Regions from separate parts of the Anser cygnoides genome. Here region 1 is linked to region 2. A link is a contact called in public Hi-C data. All regions are on one chromosome and are shown on one strand. Each heading gives the region's core, a stretch centred on a gene start, on an enhancer-like site or on the middle of the called end of the contact. The rest is flanking DNA. Distances are from core to core; before and after follow the strand shown. Region 1 holds the start of SERHL2 (serine hydrolase like 2). Region 2 overlaps TCF20 (transcription factor 20).

What was found. Hi-C and Micro-C count contacts between places; a contact is called where the count stands out from the background.
Region 1: a contact with region 2 is called in a Hi-C map of liver, with 1.6 times the contacts expected there. The contact joins the promoter of SERHL2 here to the enhancer-like site in region 2. A contact is called at or near these places in 3 of 7 Hi-C or Micro-C datasets (granulosa cells and liver).

The regions. Positions count from the first base shown.
Region 1 is chr1:44,398,919-44,406,032 of Taihu_goose_T2T_genome, forward strand. It overlaps SERHL2 (serine hydrolase like 2), which reads left to right and starts at 4,913. Exons shown (of 12, transcript XM_048078849.2): 1 at 4,913-5,027; 2 at 6,158-6,392; 3 at 6,464-6,577. The coding sequence starts at 6,245.
Region 2 is chr1:44,278,534-44,286,175 of Taihu_goose_T2T_genome, forward strand. The region is part of intron 2 of TCF20 (transcription factor 20); the gene reads right to left. Among named protein-coding and RNA genes, the nearest start is that of TCF20, 60 kb to the right of the region's middle. Within about 2 kb of position 2,603, at least 3 of the 3 cell types and tissues checked have open chromatin away from gene starts, as enhancers often do. A contact at or near this core is called in liver, where this site is marked.

The sequences.
Region 1 (7,114 bases), core at 3,663-6,162, 120 kb after region 2:
CCTGGAGAGCAGCTCTCCTCACTAGTTAACCAAAACAGGCCCAAGGGATGGGAACCAGCAGAGACTCCTGCATCTGAATCCTAAATATAAAGGACTTTCTGATTAAGGAGGAAGTGGAAAGCTGAGACAGGAAAGAGTTTATTTGTATGATGGGTGCTCATATATAATTTATATGCAATAAATGTTTCTAGCTATTTCATTAGTTGCAAATAAAGTAATACAAATGTGCACCACTTGCAGCTGATGCATGGTGTGTGCCTGAGGCTGCTGCCAGCTGAATAGCGGTGATTCACGTGGGGATGATTTAACACTCCAGCATCGTCGCTATCCAAATTCTGCTGCAGGTTAATCCCTGGAGCAGATGCTCACCACTTTTTCAACCACTCGTAGCTTGGCTTATTAACTTAAGCTGCCAAAGATTTCCATTTAAACTATCATGTTGGCTCCAGCCTGTGGTGGGTAAAGAGCCAGCATATATTTGTCTCTCTTACCTTCTGCAGGGCTGGAGAGCTCTGGGACAAGGAATGCAACGGGCTTGTGTGTGCCTCGAGCCAGGCGAGAGAAAACAACCTAAACCATCACAGCCTTTTCTGAGCTTAATATGTTAGCAGCTATTTCACAGTCATAGAATGGCTTGGGTTGGAAGGGACCTTAAAGATCATCTAATTCCAATGCCCCTGCCATGGGCAGGGACACCTCCCACCTGACCAGGTTGGCCAAAGCCCCATACAGCCTGGCCTTGAACACCTCCAGGGATGGGGATGTTCCTCTGCCAAGGAGGATACCAAAGAGTGTGCATGACAAAGGGCAGATGGCCCATTAGGGATCCATGTTCTGAGGAGCAGGGGCTTCCCTGTTGACATAGAGTGCCTCTGTGCTTTCCCCAGCCCCACTGTGGGCTGCCCAACCAGTGTGGGGCTTTATATACTGGTTGTGCTATCCACTGGAAAAAAAAAATGAGTTAAGCTAGCAATAGCATGCTTTTTTACTCATATAACTGTGTGAGAGAGTTTGGGGTACAGGGCTATAACTAATAAATGACCATAAATAGATCAATATGCCAGCACTTTAAGGCTTGAATCCGAATAGCTATGGGGAATTTGTCCCTTGGTAGCAATCAATCTGCTGTACTTAAAGTTTCCTCAGCAGATCTGCAGCTAGCACAAACTGATCAATGCTGTTCCAAGTCAGCAGAGCGTAACAGCTTTGCATGTCCCATGATTTATACTTGCAAGTCTCCTCCTCCTCTGCAAGGACGCAGAGGTTAAATTATCCTTTGCTAAGTGCATGGGACATCTCAAACTAACTCCCAGTCTTTTATGTAAAACCAGCCTCTTACCACTAGCCCAGCAAACACCTCAGCACCTTGCCAAGTGAAGTCTAATTTGCTCCCACACCGGCAGCAAATCCACTGCAGTAGCCTGCAGCACTTCTTAGAAGTAGATGTTGCAGAATGAATTCTGTGAGCCACCCAGATTTTGCCATGCATCCTCAATAGTCCTCTCCTCGTGGGAAATGGTTTGCCAGGTGGTGTCAGAGGGAAGATATGCAGTCTTGCAGGATACTGGGCTGCTCTTTCAAAATGGCTAAACAGCATTGCTAGAGTGGAGAAGAGTGGATATGAGGGACCTGGAAAAGATCTCAACAATCTGCCTTTGACTTATAGGGTGACAGCAACGCTGCTGAGGAAGGGTCCAAGGCTGCATCCCAGTGCATTGTAAAACCTTCTTCACTTGGAGCTCCAGCTCTGAAAGAAGGTCCTCCCTGGAACAGCTGTCTTTGTTTGGGGAAAGTGTTCTCTCTGTGCTACTCCCATGGGCAAATCTGTTTCTGAATCACAGATCTGACTGGTGTGCCAGGTGTTTTGTGCCTACCTACAGTGGAGACGGGAACGGTGGGGAAGGAATGAGAGGTGAAAACAACTCACTCAGGCAAGTGGAAACACAGCTAGAATGGCTGGGAAGGGGGAAGCAAGAGTAGCCATTTGGGAATTTGAGGTGGGACCATCCTACCAGAAACATGTTGCTCGTCCCTGGGAATACCCCTCTGTCCCACATCATCTATTGCTGGTGATTTCTGTAAGGAATTTTCCCTTTCCCCTGAGGTTCCTGTTGATGGAGCCTCCTACCAAAAAGTGATTTGAGATGCAAGACATGGGAGTCAGAATTCAGTGGAGGAGTCATACTTCCCACCCAACACCCAGAGGTCATCTCTGTGACTCAAAGCAAAAAAGCCCAGATTCTTCTGGCTGCTTGATGCAGGATGACTTCTGGCTGCAGAATGATGGGGGAGAGGGTCCAAGACCTGTGAGTGGTGATGCACATACCTGCAGGGCAAGCAATTAGAGCAGGATCCCCCAAGCATGGCTTGTGCCTGAAAACTTGTGTTAAACGGAGGTCAGGGCTGTCTGATAAGCAAATTTGATAACTACTACCTACCTACAATCTCTGTCAAGAGCTCTAGGCTGTTAACGAGCTCCCTGGAACCAGCTCTCAGCATGTAGCTCTCAAAGGATGTCACCTACAGGCACAAAAGTTCTCAGAGGTGAAGTTCCCCATGCCCTGGGGACATGTGGCAGCTGAGACCTGGGGACTTCAGAGGGGTACGCTGTGCTGTGCTTGTATGGCTGGCTGGCCAACACCAACACCTTTGATGGGCTTGTTCCAGTGTCCCCCCGAGATGACTCTGGCACACAAGTATGGTCTGTGTGTTGTGCTTCAGGTCTGCATGCCTGATGCTCTCTACTTTTCAGATTGCAGTTGTGCAGCAATAGATTTTCCTGGCCCATGGCCTGTTGTCCCACCAACTGCAGGGATTTGTGTGAGGGGTCCACATCACTCCTGATCCTGACACAGGGTCCCATTCCTGAGGAGCTGTCACAGACAGAAGAACTGCAAGCCTACCAGCCACTGCCTGTGAGCAGCCCCTTGCAGCCACTGCCTGAGTTACACTGCTTTTGGGTGGCTTCTTATGTTCAAATCCTAGCAAATCAAGGGAAGGCCCTGCCCTCCATAACGGCAGTAGCAATGATTGAGTACGTATCTGTTCTGCCAAGTTATTTCTTGCTTTTCACCTTTTGTAATCAGACACCCACCTCTGACACATGTAGGAAAGAAGCTGTAGATGGTACTGTGGCCTCTCTCCCTTTGCGTGGTTCCCCAGCACTCGTGGTCTGCTTGCCGGCTTCTCATGGATGCAGAAGGCCTAAGAAAAAGCAAAGCATTAGACTTTCCAAACCTAAAGGAATTCACATTGATTTCCCTTCTAATGGTTCACCTGGAGGGGAGGTTGTGAGCTGCACAGCACTTTCATTTCTTCTGTGTGATGGGTCCCCAAGCTTTTTACCTTTCTGCCGTGGTACAGAGCCTACTTTGCCAGGATGTGTTTGAGATAGGCAGGAGAAACAGGGCTGTAAGCTTCCATGTTGGTTTCTTTCAAGCTTCACAGGCTGTTCTAAAAATGTATTGTGCAATTTAGGAGACTGATGTGCTGAACTGAGCACAGAGATTTCAATTACCAATATCAAAATGAGTCCCTAAGAACAGACATCCGTTCTGTTCTCTCCAGTCGTACCAGCAAGGTGTCCCACTGCTCAAAGCGCAGTCTGACTTTTCCTCTTCTGGCTGCTCGAGTCCTTGACTGAAGGTGAATGGTTGTGGTCTGTGTTAGGCCTGATAGACTCTGCTAGAGGGAATGCTGGGCACCAGCAAGCAGCATTCACAAGGGTACTCAGGTATAGACTTCATTGTGAACTTTTTCTTGAAGCCTGGTCTATGTAGCCAACCCATTTCTGGACAAATAATAAATATAACTGTGTGGAAATCTCTCGGGCTGGGAGGGGTCTGCTTTTGTAGAAGAGTAGAGCTGCTCATGCAGTGCTGTCTGTGATGTGCTGCAGCTTAGCCCTGCAGTAGTCAGCTCATGAAGATGGGTCACAGTATCAGTAAGCGACTCTTGTCCCTGAAGCAATGTGATTACAACAAATGTTAGAGTTCAGAAGAGTTTCTCCGTCAGAAAGTGATGTCAGTCCAGCATTGGTGTCAAGCACAGAGCTTGTTTGATGTCCCTATGATACTCCTGGGCAACATTTAAAACATCTCACACTGTAGGGCTGCAGTACAGGCAGATTCCACTAGCAGTAACGTGCCTTGTGAAGGCAGTCAAGGATGCAAGAGTACCTCCATGACTGAGACTCCTTACAGATCCAGTAGGCGGATCACAGCTTCAGACCCTTTGTTATTCTCATTACAGAAAACAGGCTACGAACTTGATAGCACATACCTCAGTGAACACATTTAAAGAGAGATCTTACATAGTAAGTGGGGTTCCCCTTCTGAGCTTTGACAGCCTAGGGAAGCCAAACCTGCACCTCATTTCTCAACTCCCAGCACCTCCTCTCATTTCCCCTGCACAATGTGGGCCAAGGTAACCACAGCCCTGCACATCTCACCCTCCAAGGACATGGCAAAAAGGCAGAGGAGGACAAACAGCACCCACGCCACACCACACAGACAGATGACGGCTTGTGGGGCTCCACGCAAAACACCGGCTGCTTCCCCACCAGCTCCTCTCTGCCGTGGGCACTGAAGGCCAGAGCTTGCAGGAGCTGGGTCAGGCTCCAGGGCAAGATAGAGGAGATGGAGGCTGCAATGGCTTTACTTGCTTGTGTAGGTGAGAGATTGGAGGGCTGCGGAACTGGGCAGGCTGGGTTGCTGCTATTGGGAGAGCCCGGCCATGAGGAAAGCCCATGGGCGTGGTGTTGGGAAGGGTCACCCTTCTGCCAGGACGTGTCCTTGCTCACGGCCAGAGGCCCCCTTCTAGCTGCCACCCCCTCTGCCCATGGCTGCGGGACAGCAACGAGGCGGGCCCAACATGGCTGCGGCCGCCCCGGGCCGGCGGCGGGGCAGGGGAAGGAGGCGGGGGCAGCCGGGCCGCGGGGCGGTGCGGGGCAGCCGGGGTCCGCCTCCAGCCGCCGGGCTGCGTCCTCCTGCCGCGGCCTCGCTCCGCCGTCCCGAGCAGACAGAGGGGTAGGAGGGCAGCCGGGGCCGTGCCTCCCCCCGCGGCGCTCCGGGGGGGCCGGTGCCCGGGGAGCCCTTGGCTGGGGCCGGGACCGGGAGCCCCCGGCCCCGCTGGGGTCCGGCCGTGCCCGGGCTGCGGGTGTCGGGGGGGAGCCCCGCAGCGCCCGGGGGTGGCGGGTAGGAGGAGGCAGGTCCAAGGTCTGTCCGCCTGTCTGTCGGTCTGTCCGTCCGTAGCTGCCGGGATCAGGCCCGGCGAGGGCAAACGGGGTCGGACCCGGCCGTCAGCGGGCGGGCCGAGGGCGCTGGGCTGAGGACGGCGCTGCTGCAGCTGAAGCGGGCGCCTGGGCGGTGGGGGGGGAGGCTCCAGGAGCATCTGGTCAGGTCCGTGATGGCCTCCAGGTGCCCTCAGGGCCCTGAGAGCGGTGCCCTTTTCCAGTTTGCTCCCTCTGTCCTCCTCCATCAGGAGGGACTTGCTGTAGGGTGATCGCAGCGCGGTGTCAGAGGGCTGTGTAAGGGGGCACAAACCCAAAACGAGTGACTGGGAAAGGGACACAGCGTGAGAGAAATGGGGCTGGGTTTGGGGGGCGTCAGGCCGCCCATGAGGGGCTCCAGGGACCAGATGGGCTTGGGAGTAATGCGAGGATATTCAGGACACCCCTGGAAGAACCCCGGAGGCTGGGCAGTACTGGGGGGATCACTGGAAAGCCTGGGGCTGAGTAAAAGGTGAGGTGTAGCTCGGTGACTGCCAGGGCAGTAGGTAGCTGTGAGAAGGTGGCAATAATCTAATACTGAAGACAGTATCCTCATTCCCAAAATTGCCTTCTTGGTCCAAGACAGGTGCCTGACTCCTTGCAGCTAGCTGGGGAAATTCTGCTTGCTTCCCTCTTGCCAGATCGCTTGTGCCTTCTGGTCAGGTCGCAGCTGCTGCGGAGACGCAAGAGGAGTTTTTCTCCTCCTGCGCAGGGAAAGCTTGTTTCTTCCTAGGAGCATTGCTGGTACGTGCTGGGAGGGGGCGTCCCCAAGCAGGCAAGCAGGAATGGCAGCTTGGGTTGTTAAATGGGGAGCTATAAATCAGCAAGCTGCTAATTAAGACCGCAGAAGACTGGCGAGTTACTAAAGACCTGTATTACTCTTTTCAGAGCTCTGGGCCATTAACAAGCTCCCTGGGACCTGTTTCAAGCACGTGGCTCACAGGGGACATTGCTTGAGAGCACTTTATTTTGGGCATGTTCTCAGAGGTGAAGTTTCCCGTGCCCTGGGGCCATTTGGCAGCCAAGGCCTGGGGACCCCCGGAGGGACACCCTGTGCTGTGCTTGCATGGCTGGCTGGACAATGCCAACACCTTTGACAGGCTCATCCCTCTGCTCCCCAAAGGTGGGTCTGGCTCACTGGGATGGCTCTTGCTGTGTTGCAGGGCCACCTGCCTGATGCTTTCTCCCTTTCAGATCACCATTACGTGGCAATGGATTTTTCTGGCCATGGTTTGTCATCCCACCGACCGGCAGGCTCCCCCTACCATTTTCTGGATTATGTGAGCGATGTGCGCCGGGTAGCAGCAGGTGGGTAGTTGAAGGAACCCTTGAGGGATGTTTGTGCAGGGGGTGCTCTATCATTCCTGCTCTTTGGAAGAAGTAGGCAGCATTTACTGCTTCTCCCCGTTCTGATGTTAGCTGGTGCTCTGGTAATGCAGACTGAATAAACATCCCCCTTTATCGCTGTTTGCTGAGGATAGGAAATGCTTCTGTACTGAAAAGCAGCAGTGACTGAATATGCAGCTAAATGGTTCTGCCAGACTGACTTTTTGTAAGCAGCCAGCGACCACTAACCAGCGTCAGGTGTAAATTGGAGACTCTTCTGGTTCTCCCCATTGGCAGTTTGGTGCTTGCTTTAGTGCCATACAAAGAAATGTGAAAGCCAGGGTGTCTCAGACTCCTAATAACTCCTGGTCTAACTGCATATCTGTGTGCTGATACTGGGAGAGCCTATGGCATGTGCAGTTTTGCATCCCTCGTTCAGCATACAAAGAGCCTGGAGAAGAAGTTCTTTGGCGTGCCAGAGGGTAAAACACATCTTTCAGTGAGGTATGTTTCAGATGG
Region 2 (7,642 bases), core at 1,353-3,852:
AACTTCTGACAATAAAGAGTTCTCCTCTACAAGTAATACGCAAGCGAGTTTTCTGTTTGATTTTAATAACCTTCACTTCTTACTTATGCATTACAGAAACAGATTTATTGCTTTCATAAAAATTCACCTCGGGCCTTCTTTACAAAGCATTAATAACTAAGAAAAGCGCCCCTCTCCCTCCCTAAAAATCTGACCTCCTGTTAAAGACACTCAACCAAGCTGCTCCAAGCGCTTCCATACTGAGAAGCATCTTCAACCTGCCCCAGGCTGGAAAGGTACATTAAAGTACGCATTTCAGGAGAAAAAAAAGAAAAAAAAAACAGGGTCCATAATTCCCAAAGCCTCTGAAACCTGATTTAGAGATCAAAGCCCAAGCTATGTCAAAACGCATACTATTCTACTCAAAAAGATGCTAACAAATTTAAAGCTAAGTAGGCTAGAGAATACCAAACTTGCAAGAAGGTCCAAAAACCTCCCCTAGACATTTAAGTGCATTAATACAAAGCCCCAAAGCTATCAGTTTGTCTGAGGTTATTCCCAAAACCGTAAGCAATGAAAATGTACAGTAGCAAGTCATATTTTTGACATAAAAGGTGTTGTCATCCTCCCCCTCAGAAAGCATAGTACCTTACTTGCTAACTTAACCAGGAGAAAGTTAAGAAAATACAAAAATATGCATTCCACATGCCAGCAATTTACAGAAGTGGACAAATACTATCCTCCTCTCCTTGTACTATTAACAAAGTTTATTAAGAGAAAGGTGACTGATAAATACTCTTTTTTCGTTTCTTTTTGGTAGTTATACTTTCTGCAGTATTTTAATGTAGATGACTATTTATGTGTGAACCGAACCTAATGCAGAGATGGATTTAAAAAAAATACAGCTTCATACAACTCAAGGTAAAGGAAACAAATCCACATTTTGTAGGGCGGCACACTGAAGGCAAAAAGCTTTCAGCCAAGTGAAAACTTAAAATGCTTAATATTGTTCTGTGTAACACATATGCTCCACCAAACGGACACCTCTTCCTGAACTGAATTTAACAAATATGCTGCATCTGTAACGCGAAGGTTGCTGCATGTCCATCATCAATCCGCTCTGGGCAAGCGGAAAGGTTGAGCAAAGCCGGGTTAAAGGTGCGCCAACTGCTACACGCGCAGCTATTGATCAGGAAGCACGCTGGAAAGCAAGGACTGCTCGGAATTATCCGTGGAATCAACAGATGGCAACAGCCACTGCAGACACGAATAGCTTTCAAAACACTAACCTAAACATAGAAAGCTCAGAAACTGATCCTCAGTCCCCTCGCAGGCATCTCGCTTTTTTCTTTTCCCCTCCTGTTTTCAGAGACGGAGAAGAGAAGCAGAATGGTGTGGGAAACGATGCCAGGATTCAAGCAGGCTGCCTGCCCTCCTAACGGAGGTGTAACGCTACGGGTAAGAGCCACAGCACAGAGCCACGGCAGTCCACCCACCGAGACGAGGGATTCTGGCGGTGCCAACCCCCCCCGCGCAGGCAGACGCTTGTTGATTCGCACACAACCGCAGCCCCATTTCCAACTTCACAACGCAGCCCCGGTGCCACCGGCCGGCTCCGGTACCGGCTTACATAACTTTCCCGTAGTCCTCCCTGGAGGTAAGGAAAACCAGCTCCCGGCAGCACCGCCAGCGGCCCGGCCGCGCTCCGCCAACGGAGGCCAGGTCAACCCTGCCGAGGGGCCGGGACCACCGGGCACCCCGGGCGGGCCCCGAGCCCCAGAGGCAGGCCCACGGCCGCCGGCTCCCTGCAGGAATAAAGGGGGAGGGGGGGGGTGAAGCGGTCCGGGGGCACCTCCCGGGGCCGGGGGCACCTCCCGGGGCCCGGCCCTTACCTGCGGCCCTCCCCGCCCCCCCACCCCGTGCCGCGGGAGGCGGGCGCGGGGCGGGGGCGCTCAGCGGCGGGGCCCGGCTGCGGGCCGGGGGGGGCCCGGCGGCGGCGGCGGCGGCGGGGGGCTGGCGGGCTGCATCCTGGCCGCGCGCGCACACGCCGCACGCGCACGCACGCGCACGCAGGAAATAACACGGGGTCACCTGACCCCCGCCCAGCCAATGGCGGCGGCCGCTCGGCGCCAGCGGGAACGGCGCGCGAGGCGGCGGGTCCCGGCCGGGCGGAGGGGAGGTGGGGGTGGGTGGCGAGCGGAGCGTGCGCGCGCGCGCCCGGCGGTGTGTATCTGTGCGTGCGCGCGCACGCGGTGGCGGGAGGGAGGGAGCGTCCCTCCCCCCCCCTCCCCCAAGGGACCTCCCCAACATGGAGGCCGGGCGCGGGCTGCGCGCTGAGCTGCTCCCGGCTCCCGCTTCGGAACCGCCTCAGCAGCCGAATAAACGCTCTTATAAACACCCTCAGCGCTCCCGAGGTTCCTACAGACCGTGGACTGGGGGGGGGGGGGGTGGTTAGGGGCGCCTGGTGGTGCTGCTGCGGCTGAGGAGCTGAAGTTTGGCCAACGTTCACCGCTCGTGGTGGCTTTCCCTCAGGGACGTGACAGAAATGAGGGGACGGGCGGGGAGCTCCGCCGAGCCGATGCGATGGGCTCAGGAGCTGCCCTGTTTGCCCAGCCTTGTTCGCCCAGGTCCTCGGCACACATCATCCTCCTGTAGCCAGCCTTATCTGAGGGAGGGCCGCGGCTCCCAGCTCACCCCAAAAAGCAACGACCTGCCGAGAAGGGCTGTCCTCAAAGCACCGGCGGCTCCCCCGCGGGTGTCCTGCTCCGTGAAAAATAAATGCGAAACACCACGCCGCGCACTTTGCGTTATCTGTCAAAATCAGTTCTGAGACCGGCTGAGATTCCGTTGGGATAAGGCTGCAACGATGGCAGCTGGCCGGGAAAACCACCGGGCGCGTCCGACAAGCGCTGCTTCCATTTCTCGTCGAGGGCAGGTAGACAACCACGTGGCCAAAGAGAGCGCCCAGGAAGGACTCGCCTGCTCCTCCGCTCCTCTTTGGGCTCAGCACAAGGCCAGGAATCCTCCTCTCGGAGCCAAGCCCGCTGCTGTGATCCGTGCCTTATCTCCCTCGGATTAGCTTACTGCGGCGTGCCCCGCGTGCGCTACCTGGGGATCGCGGCTGGGCACACGGGCGCTGCGTTACGAGGCACGCTGCTCCTCCCGCCGTGCGGCGTGCCCGTGCTCTCGCCAGCACTTGTTGCCCGCTTGCAAGCAGTGTTTCAGGCGTGGTGCCTCCCTCGTGGGAGGTGGAAGTCATTCACTGCCTCCTTCGTCTGGAGCAGAGGCTCCGCCAGCGCATTCGCCGCGACAAGCCGTTACTTTACTCCCGTCACAAACAGCCCTAATCTCGTCGACTCTCACCGCATGCTAAAAGCTTGGTGCAAGCAGCATTCCCTCTGGGGCTGGAGGACGGTGATAAAAGCCGTAATGGGGTGGGGGAACTCGATAAGGGTTTTATAATTTGATTTTCCATTATCTGTTTTCTGATTCTGAAGGGAAATGTCAATTGAGGTCAATCCTTTATGTAGATTTATAAGGCAGGAGTGCTTCGAGTGCTTTACCTTAAGTTAAACTTAAACGTACCTTAAAGTAAAACCCTTTAGTATATAGAAATACATGAAAACACAGCTTATTTATACATGCTTGGTGTATCGAGGTATTTCTTACCTCACGTACAAAATGAAGTTGCAGCATGAACAGAGAAAGTTATGCCCAAAAAAATGCTATAAAACTGTAAGAGAGCTAGCAATCACAAGTCAAAAATTTCTCAAAGGCGCAAAAGTAAGTGAATTTGCATCCTTAAATACCTGGATCTCTGTCTGCTTCACCACAGTGCTTCCATCTCTGCTACTAACGGGTGTCGTAAAGGAAGCACAAGAGGAGTCAGGTTTTAAAAAATCTAAAACCTCAACATCTTACAAGGATAAACTGAAGTTGTTTAAAAAGAAAAAAAAAACAGGCTATAAATGCAGGCAAATTCCACACTATCGTCAGCTGTTACACTACAGCAGGCATCACTGGTAACCTACAGGATCACCTGAAGTCTAGAATGAAAACAAAAGAACCAAAATATATTAATTAACTATCACGTGAGCACAGATGCCATCTACTTTGTTGCTTTTGAAGTGATGTATTGGGCCTTAAGATACAACCCCACTGAGCTTAATGGAGAATTTAATTCTCTCAGAACCTAATTTTTGGCTGTCTGCAGACTCCGGAAGAAAAACCACCGTCATTAGTATACCTTGTTCACATCACCAGTTTTTTTCCTTGCCACTGAATGCTTCGCTTTCTTTCCAGAAGAAAGAAATTCAACCTTCTGACTTACCCATTCAGTGACAACTACTCAACGATGATCAGTTACACAAAATATTGTTATAAATAAAACATCGTTAGGACTAACAGAGAAAGCAATCCCGTTATGCTCCTGTTGGGCTCTGACCCCGCAGATGGGTGACCAGGGCTGGTATCTAGCATCCACGCGAGCAGTTCTAGTTCAGCATAAAGCCATCAATAGTATCCACACGCGCTTAAAGCAACTTATAAGCAAATTGCTCTTCAGTTCTTAAAAGAGGAAAAAAAGAGAACAGGGATTTAAGGCCAAAATCGGTCACTTACCAAAATAAACCCTTAAAGGACCAATTTTAAAATCAACGGAACAAACTAAAGAGGTTTGCATGTAAATTTCCAGCAAATACATTCTGTAATCAGAAAGTAAGTCCTATAAATTGAGCAGATGCACCGCACCACCCTCATAAGACTGAAGTCCCTGCTTTGTGTGGAAGGAAATCAGCTCAGCCCTAATCGTCTGCAGCCGCTGCAGGACCACCACCACAAAACCCTCCCAAGCTCTGCCTGCGTCCCCGTAGACATCTTTTCCTCCCACCTAATCAAAGTGCTTGCACACGAACAAGCCAGAGATGGGAAGGAAAATAGCCTCGAGACTTGAAACCCTCCCTTACGAAGGATGGGAGGTTCTGGGTGAAATTAAGCCCCATAAATAGCCCTTGGGGTTAGAGTCACTGTTCCTACACGCCCTGCTGCCTTCTCACATATGGAAACAGCAAGGACTCTCTCGGCGGATATGAGCTCTGCCAATGGCAAAAGCAAACGTTTTTTTCCTGTTATGCCTTAATGTAAGGCTTACCTTGCACATCCCTTTCCCCTCTCCCACAGATCCCTGAGAAAAATCTCCCTCTGACCCTGAGAGGACTGACAAATGGAGATGGAGAGTCTCCTTCTGTCTTTGAGGTCACCACTTCTGATCTAGCCATAATTCAGTGATTACTCAGTTGCTATGGCTCTGCAGGAGCATACATCAGCAGCTTGGGGGGGGGAAAGGAAGGAGTGCCCGGTTCCTGACCTCCACCACACCTCATCTCCACACCCCCCTGAGCTCCCTCTGCCTGAAAGGGGGGAGGACTGCAGCCCGGCTGCAAGGGATGCAGCCTGTGGGACTGAGAACAAGTCTGTGGGTAACAGGTGCTGGAAAGGCTCGGGGCGCCCCAGTGTTTCTTAGCCGAAAGAGGATGTCTGAACGCAGCTGGCGGGGTCCTCTGAGAGATTTCTGAGAGATTTCTTCTCCTTTATGAAAGGTTTCATTGCTGATGAAAAGCATTGAACCAGCAGCACCAGAAGGCTGAAGGCTCCAGAGTCAGGCACGCAGATTTCTTACAGGCGCGAAAACCGTCCCCTCAAAGCACTGCCCTCATCCTAATCCTTCCCCCGTTACACAACTCCGTGTCACGCACAGGCTCACCGCTGCACTTTTACAGCTTTCATCTCGAGGCACTTAGATGCTAGGGGAATGGGCATTAGAGACTAGCTTGAAGACAGATGATACAAAAGATGACAGCGAGATCAGGCACCTACAGGTCACGCAACCAGGGACTGAAACTGATACTCACGGTGGGACAGCTAAGTCTCTAAGCAAGTGTAAAGCAAGGGCAGCGAGCCTGTTTCTCTTCCTCCAAGAAAGACATCAGCATGGCTGCATTCATTAACATTTCCTACCTCTCTTCCCATCTAGCCCCAGGATTCCCCACACCTTCCTCCTATTTCTTTTACGCTTACTTCAGATAAAAAGTGTTACGTCTGACCCTGGGCAAGGGAGAAGCAGCATCAGACATCTCCCGAGGAACTGCAGCAAAGACAGGGAGGGCTCTCCTCTCATTAATTCACCGATACTGAACTTTCCCCCTAAGACAGCCACAGGACCTGAGCACTTGCTGGAAAGCATTTTGGAAGAACGTGGATTTGAGATCAATCAGCCTACCGACTGTCATGTCTTGGGTGCATCGCTTGCAAGTGGCTCTCCTCCAGGCACCAGAAGCACCTCCATAAGCCACAGTGCTAAGTCCTAGAGCCAAATTCCTGCAGCAGAACAACAACTGGATTGAAGGACTCTGGAGTTTCTCAAAGGAAGAAAAATGATAAAGCAGCTGAAGGCAGGCAGCGTGAATCATGGCAGGAAAAAAATTAAATCACCTATACGGTAGACAATTCTGCTCTATCTTTTAATCCCGCAACACTTCTGTCCTCTCATCTTCCCGTTACAAGGAGCTGATTCATGAAAATAGGATCTTTGTACCTTAAGACCTGCTCAGCTTCTTCTGCTTATTCCTTTTACCTCCTGCCAAAAAGCTGCTCCTGGCAGAATCAGAATTAGTTGCTGTGAAAGTGATTGTGATGTTGCAGACAAAAGAATCTGAGTCCAGTAAAAAGGCTAGGAACAACAGAAGCTGAACTTTTGAGGAAAAAAGGAGCACATTTCCATGCTGATGTCCAAAGCAATAAAGGTGGAAATGAAAATAGAAAGCCACACAAATATGATTCTCTGGCAAGACTGTCTCCAACAAGGCAGAAAAGGCCATCAATAAATCTTCATTATCTGAATTGCTAAACATATCTAAATAAAAGGAGAAATTCAAATATTAGAAGAACTCATCTTTTACAATGGTCTTGCAGAAAACCGACTCTGCCTTGCCAGAACATGTTTTACAGAAAAGGATTTTTTTTGTTCCCTTTAATTCCGCTGGCCTTTTACAGAGGTTTCATTTGTTGGTTTTCTTTCTGCCTACAGGGAAGTGGGAATTTCCAGGCTTGACAAGCTTAAATCCCCATGACATACAGTCCCAAATTTTAGAGGCAGCTAAGATTTTGATTCTTACTTCACTCCCTGTTGGTTTCCTCCCTGATGCACGCAATGGCTGTTTTGAATCTCAGCTGTTCCAACCGGGGAAAAAAAAAAAAAAAAGGTCCCGAAGGAGCAGCGTTAGTTCTTCCAGGCACCTTGCTGCTATCGTACTACAGACACCAGGCGCGTTACTCAGCGCACGAGAAGGGCTTGCAGCAGAAAGAGGCAAAAGCAGAGCACATCAGACTAGACCAGAACCAAGGTCTTCTACGCCCATCTGCTAAGAAGGCTGTATTTATTTTCCATAGCGGTAGTCTTAGGCTCCACTTAAGATATACATTACGTGAAATCTCATTATCTTCTTGGCGCAGAAACCGAATTATACGGTTTTTTTTCTGTCACATGCAGTGATGTTTTCTGGTCCCGATTCATCGGAGACATTGGTTTATTAAAAATATTTTAGAGGTTTCACCACTGTTTACTTATATATCTCATATTGCTAACAAAACATGGGGAAAAAAAAAC